2 separate regions of the Sus scrofa genome follow, and region 2 is linked to region 1. A link is a contact called in public HiChIP or PLAC-seq data. All regions are on one chromosome and are shown on one strand. Each heading gives the region's core, a stretch centred on a gene start, on an enhancer-like site or on the middle of the called end of the contact. The rest is flanking DNA. Distances are from core to core; before and after follow the strand shown. Region 1 overlaps BACH2 (transcription regulator protein BACH2). Region 2 has its middle 110 kb from the start of BACH2.

Region 1 (3,328 bases), core at 138-2,637:
ACAAATCACCACCACAAAAATGTATCAGTTCTCTTTTGAAGCGAAATAAATGAAAACTGTGTTGTAACCTTGCAGTCGGATCACTGAAGCTGCCTAGAAAACAGTGGAGCAGTTTCAATTTTAGACGGTTCGTCAGCACCGTCGTGAGTGCTGTGTTCACTCCAGGTTAAGGTGTGATCTGCGTGCTTACTGTCATAATTCAGAGGTGACTACTGACGGAAGGAATTCATGAGCTCACTTGCATGATCACCATAACCACACATGTAACCTGAGCAGATCTCGGTCTGGGAAAAAAAATGGCAGAATGTTTCAACTTTCAAAATACCAACAAAATATGAGGAACCGTGGTGATGTTGACCTACATTCTGGGGAAGTTTAAAAAACAGCTGCATGCGAGGGCCTAAAACGCAGAACTGCCCAAAGGTATCCTGATGAAAATAATCATGGTGCATATTTTGAAATGCTTCCATTTCTAACATTCTGTACCTGGTTCAAAATATGCCCTTTCCTCAACACAGCCTACCCTTTAACACATCTGGTGTAAGAATGTATATTCTGATAACGCAGTCATCATTCTCTCATGAACTCTTTGATTTCCGCAAAAGAAGGAAAAATCCCCATCGAAGCACAGCTCATGCATGCAAGCAAATCTGAAGCAGGAGGAAAAGAATTTCATGAATGAGCAGGAGACAGTTTTTTTTTTTTTTTTTTTTTAAATGGAATGTTTTAAACGCTTGTGGTATAAACAGTAAACAAAACTGATTCACTAAATGTTAATACTGTTTACCATGATGTAAGAGTTGGGTTTTTTTTTGTTTGTTTTTTTTTTTTTAATGTTCCAGAAGCAAGAGGGAAATGAATACCTCAGTAGGGAAAAATGATACCTTCCTTGGCATTTCAGAACCATTGCTCAACGCCTCTTGAGCAAGGAAGCCATCGTAATGACTTTATTTTACCTACCGCAATTATGGGGCACCTTGGAGCAATTCTCCACCGTATCCCACTTTCCTCCCTCCACTCCAGCCCTGCTAAATCATCTCTGGAAACCATTAACCGAGAGTCCTGTTCCAATTTTCCTCTCCTCCCTCGCCTTGCTGCCTCAGTCATGCTGGAGTCAGGACAAAGCCAACTTGTGTTACATCACAGAGCAAACTCATTTTCTGTAAACCATCTCACTGGTCGTTTACCGCTACTGGAATCCAAAGCTGTCAACAGTGTGGTCTTTGTTTGGTGGGTGTTGCTTGAAAACTTAAGGAAAAACAAGAAAGTTTTCCCCACTCCCCCTTCCTCTCGTTTAAATACAGGCCAGTGGTTGGAGGTGGCTCTGCAGCCTGGCTCCACCCCGCTGTGTAAACTAGACATTACCTTATACACAAATGATCTAGGCATTCCTCAGTCTAGCTGCCTGGCTGCGCATTCCTCTGCTCCCCAGCACACACTCCCTGCCTTCCCCTCCTCTTTCCTCTGCCCCCACCCTCCTCTTTTCTCTCTCTCTCTCTCTTTTTTTTTTTTTTTTCAATTTCCACTGCCTCACTGTGTTTTTGTGTAAATGATCTCACATGACTCAACAAATCCATCTGCCTGAAGCTGGCCAAGTCTGGAGCCCTCCCAGGAGGGAGGAGAAGAATTGCTTTGTGGAAAGGACCTGGAGCGCTGCCCTTGCTCTGGCTCGAATTACCCGCCTGTCAGGCCTGACGGATTTGGCTAAAAATAAAAGGAAGCGGGCCGTGAAAAGCAGATGAATGGGCTCAGCAGTTCCTTAGATAACACGGGCCTGCTGTTGCCCAAAGCTCCCCAAACAGCAACTTCAAATGCGGGGCTTGTGAGGGCAGGGATGGGGCATCCAGGTGAAAATGGGGGGGACAGGGCCTGGGTCTGAGATTTCTTCCCCGAGGACGTACGTGTCTGTGTGTGTGTGTGTGTGTGTGTGAAAGAGAGAGAAGGAGAGAGACAGACAGAGAGAGAAAGAGACACTCATACAAAAAGGTCCTTAGAAAAACAGTAGATTTAGTGGAGTGAAGGCTTGGCTCATTAAAAAGAAAAGGAAAAAAAAAAAATGCTGTTTCCACTACAAAATTACCCTTCTCCCCACCTCCCAGCACCAGACATTTGAAGCCTCCCTATGAGGTCACTTCTGCATTCAGAGCCAGCAAAGAACTCAAAGTCTTTCTTGTGAGTGGCTGCCCGGCGCCCGCCCGCAGTGGGTATTAAGCACTTAGGTTGGCAATGTAATGACACACTGTAACAATCTGTAATATGAAGCAGTCAGCAAAGCCCTGGCTCGGGAAGCTGTTTCTCCCGACCATTAACCATATGTTTGGCTCCCCAGCTAGCCGAGCGAGCCTGGTTCCAGCTCACCATCTGGTTTCTATCCACACAAGCGACTGCAAAGCACAGACCATCTCCCTCCGGAGCCCTGTGTTTCTTTTTCTCTCTTTTCCGTTCTGCCCTTCCCGTTGCTGCCTCCCAGCTCCTTTAGCTCCCCCTGCTAAAGAATTCTCTGCCATTCATCACGTGCAAAGAAAACTTTACCTGGCGCGGCAGCAGCAGAGCCATTAAGAATGCACAGCTGGATTGTAAACACGCCAGAGGACCGGTTACCATCCGCGTCAGTCCCACGCGGTCCTACCCCCTTCCTCATCTCCTATTGAGTGCAGACACTTGATCCAGGATGTTAAAAATAGGTACATTCTTGACAGATCCAGGGGTTGTTGTGATGTCCTTCACACTCACTCCATATTCTGGGAGTGGGGCTTTAAAACACACACGCGCACGCACGCACACACACACACTCCTGAGTTTGTCTCTGCATTCAATCTGCATGACATCAGTCTCACACAGATGACATACTGGCTGCAAATAACCAAGTCAACCAAAGTCTCTATTCCTTTCTCTGCCCTAAAGAATTTGATCCCCAGCGTGTGTTTTTTTCTTTCCCCCTTTTCCACCTACAGAGCCCAAACTGAAAGAGATGACGCTTCAGAAGAATAAGCACCCATAGGCATTTTCGACTAATTGATAATTTGCAAAATTTAGGCTCATTCACATCAGCATTTTAATAGTGTCCAGTAATGACAAGGCTATCGGAATTCAGACGCTTTTTTTACAGCACCTCCAAAGTATTTATCCCAAATTTCCTCCTTTACCCAATTTCAGGTATCTTATAACTTCTTAAATATTTAAGACGAGATAGTTGATAACGAGAAAATGGTTAATTTTCCTCCCATACCCACAAGAAGTATGTATTACCAGCTATTTTTATTAAACTAGTAAATTAAAGTTAATTCTTTCCCAAATCTTCTATTTATTTATTTATTTATTTATTTAT
Region 2 (3,237 bases), core at 164-2,663, 190 kb after region 1:
TAAGAACCTAAAGTCAGGACTAGTCAGACCTGCCTGCATCCAAGTATTTAAACAGGCCCTCAGACATCTGCGTCTCTCTCCATCTCTTCGTTCTTTGCCAAGTGGGTCATTCCATGTGTTGGCCTGATCAGGTCACTGCCAGAAGCTTCAGGTTTACATCCTACCCAAGGCAGAGAAAACCTTTCTCTTTTATTGGTTCTAGCAAGTCTCCGGGAAGCACTCGTGTTGGCAGGATTCAGGTTATGTGCTCATCTCTGAACTAGAGGTTGGCAGCAGTCCTGCTTACACCTACCTCATGAACAGAAAGTTCCTCAAAAGAAAATCAGGGCCATGTTACCTGAAGAAGGTAGAGAAGCCAAGCAGCCAAACCCCAGATGTCTCCACAGATGCCATAGTGATGACTCTTCCAAGAAGCAGAATATATTCAACAGTATTAAGTACTATTGAGAGATCAGGTTAGATGGCAACTAAAAATGCCCATGGGATTTAGCCACCTGGAAGTCACTGTGACTGGAGACCCACATGAATGGCTCCATCACAAAGTGGGATGGGTAGTTCCTGTTGGCTCAGCGGGTCAAGAATCCGACCAGTATCCATGAGGATACAGGTTTGATCCCTGGCCTTGCTCCGTGGGTTAAGGATCTCGTGTTGCTGTGAGCTGTGGTGTAGGTCACAGATGAGGCTCCCATTCGACCCCTAGCCTGGAAACCTCCATATGCTGTGGGTGCAGCCCTAAAAAGAAAACAAACAAACCAAAACCAAAATGGGATGTGGCAGGAGTCATCATGCAGCGGAAATGGTGAACTCAGGAGAGAAAAATCACTTAGACCTGAGGTGGTCGAGGAACACTTCATGTCAGAGGTAGCATTTCAGTTGGGCTTGAAGGATGAGTAATATTTTAAAAACTAAATCCAGAGAAATGAAAGGAATGGCACTGTGGCTAAATATAGCATGAACGAAAATGTGGCGTCAGTGACTTTTGGGACGTGTTCACTGGGAGGTTGAACAGTTCGTATTTGTTTTGAGCATCAGGGACCAAAAGTGAATGCTATCTAAGGAAAACGGACTTTTTTTTTTTTTTTTTTGGCTGAGGCTCGCAGAAGCTTGATATGGGATATCAGTTGTCAGACCCGGGATGGAACCAGGCTACAGCAGTGAAAGCATCATGTCCTAACCCCTAGACCACCAGAGAACTCCCCAAAGAAACTGTCTTTGTTCAATTTACAAGTTATTCAACTACCCCCAACATGCCTTTAGGTTATGGGCCTGAGTATGTAAATGAGTCACCATTGTCCCTCTAAGGAGACCGACTCAGATTCAGTCTAGAGACGTCCCTCCATGTACTCTTGCCCTGGGGTGTGTCACATGGGAACTTGATACTGAACCTTGATCTTTCCTGTGACTGTCTGAGTGGCCTGGGCTTGCTGTGCTAATGTCACCATTCCTGGCAGCCTCTGTCTCTCAGGCTGCTGCCTCTGTGGTGAGGATTTGGCTATTCTGGCCGCCCTGGAGGAGTGGCCGTGTCAGACCGTCAGGTCAGCGACAGCAGCTCAGCTGTTTCTCATCTTGCACTTGACCCACTTCTTGGGTCACCTTGACCCAGGCTGCCCAGGGAGACTTTCCTCTGAGACTCTCTGTCTCTTTAGTCCACTTCAACGGGCTCCTGGACTTGCCAAGGGTCGCATTTCATTTTTCCTCTTGAGACAACTCGGAATATTTTTTCCAAAGCTTCTCGAGAGTATAGAGAGAGCCTCCTTCATCCACGGGAGGTCAGACATTTTACACCATGAGGAGATCAGATCTCTCTGGTTGTGCCAACTCCACTTTGCAGGGGGTGACCGAAGGCTCTTTCCGTTGTTGTCGTGCTCATCCTCAAGGGGGAGTGTCTTGCTCCAAGGGAGGGGACCTCTCTCATAGCCCTGCTCACCTGCAGCATGCAGAGCTGTGGTCCCAAGTGAAAGCCCTCTGACTTCCGCAATGAGGGGCCCGGGGCCGGGTGATGGGGTGGGGATGCATGGCTTATGTGTAGGGCCTTTAGGGCTGGAGGAACAACAGGCCCCAGCATTCCTGCCCCAGCTCCTGAGAGACTGACCTGGCAGGGGTTCCCTATGGTGGGTTTCTCAATGGTGCCTGCAAACAAACAAGCACATCCTTAGACAAACCATGGTAATGAGAAGGGAGGTATAATGATACTGGAGTTACCTCTCTCCATTCATTCCACAAGCATTTTTCTGAGTGTTTATTTTTGGCATAGAGCTATTTGGGGGCGGGGAGAGCATGTGGGGAAGAGGAAAGGGAATTGGTCCAATGTGGCAGCTTGAGAGGGGGAGATGGATGGCGGGGGATGGGCAAGTATTAGTGTTTGGTCTGTGGAAGATGAAACAGCACAGCTCTGCTCTGTGGGCGGTTCTTTGATCTTCCAGTAACTGCTAGAGTAGCAATTAGCATCCTTAATGCTGAGGGGAGTCTCTGAGAAACCCTTCAGCCTACTGATTTAGGTTAGTAGATCCGGAAGTGTGGGTGCCTGAGAGTGAGAGAGTGTGTGTGTGTGGGGGGGTATGTGTGGGTGTGTGGATGTGGGAGGGAAAGAGAGAGAGAGTGAAAAATGGGTGTTTAATTAGATGTTTGATATTTATTTTATAATATAGCTTTCTATGTTTGAGGATGATGTGACACCCTCAAAATAAAATTCTGTTTTGTTATCGAAAATCGAATCATCTGAGCTCTTCTGTGGAGAAGGAATAAAGTCCTGCATTTACCAGAAAACATGAATTCCTGAAACTTATAATACTGAGTGAAATAATATGCCCAAGGGTCCTGTCCGGAGGTCCTGTCAGGGACAATCCTTCCCTCATAGCCTGAGTTCTGGAAGCTGACAAGATTTAACTTTCTGCTGGGCTATTATCTGGAACTGACCTAAGTTACTTAAGCCCTTCAAACTTTAGTTCTCACATTTATGAGGTGGGAATAACCTGTAACATGGGGATAAGATCCCTCATAGGATTGCTTGTGGATTTTTTTTTTTTCTTTTTCTTTTTTGGTGGCCCCGCCGTGTATGGAGCTCCTGGGCCAGGGATCAGATCTAAGCTGCAGTTGCAACCTAAGCTGCAGCTGCGGCAACACTGGATCCTTAACCCGCTGTGCTGGGCTGGGCGTTGAACCTGTGTCTAGCACTCCCAAGATGCTGCCAATCCTGTTGTGCCACAGTGGGAACTTGGCTTGTGGATTTTTTAAAAC

Evidence for each region. HiChIP or PLAC-seq counts read pairs in DNA pulled down with a chosen protein or histone mark.
Region 2: a contact with region 1 is called in an H3K27ac HiChIP or PLAC-seq map of skeletal muscle. The contact joins two enhancer-like sites. A contact is called at or near these places in 2 of 47 Hi-C or Micro-C datasets (both in skeletal muscle) and 1 of 2 datasets of contacts at active chromatin or transcription factors (skeletal muscle).

Annotation. Positions count from the first base shown.
Region 1 is chr1:58,202,189-58,205,516 of Sscrofa11.1, forward strand. All of the region lies in intron 1 of BACH2 (transcription regulator protein BACH2), which reads right to left. Among named protein-coding and RNA genes, the nearest start is that of BACH2, 77 kb to the right of the region's middle. Within about 2 kb of position 1,388, at least 65 of the 83 cell types and tissues checked have an H3K27ac peak or open chromatin away from gene starts, as enhancers often do. A contact at or near this core is called in skeletal muscle, where this site is marked.
Region 2 is chr1:58,389,653-58,392,889 of Sscrofa11.1, forward strand. No RefSeq gene overlaps it. Among named protein-coding and RNA genes, the nearest start is that of BACH2, 110 kb to the left of the region's middle. Within about 2 kb of position 1,414, at least 9 of the 83 cell types and tissues checked have an H3K27ac peak or open chromatin away from gene starts, as enhancers often do. A contact at or near this core is called in skeletal muscle, where this site is marked.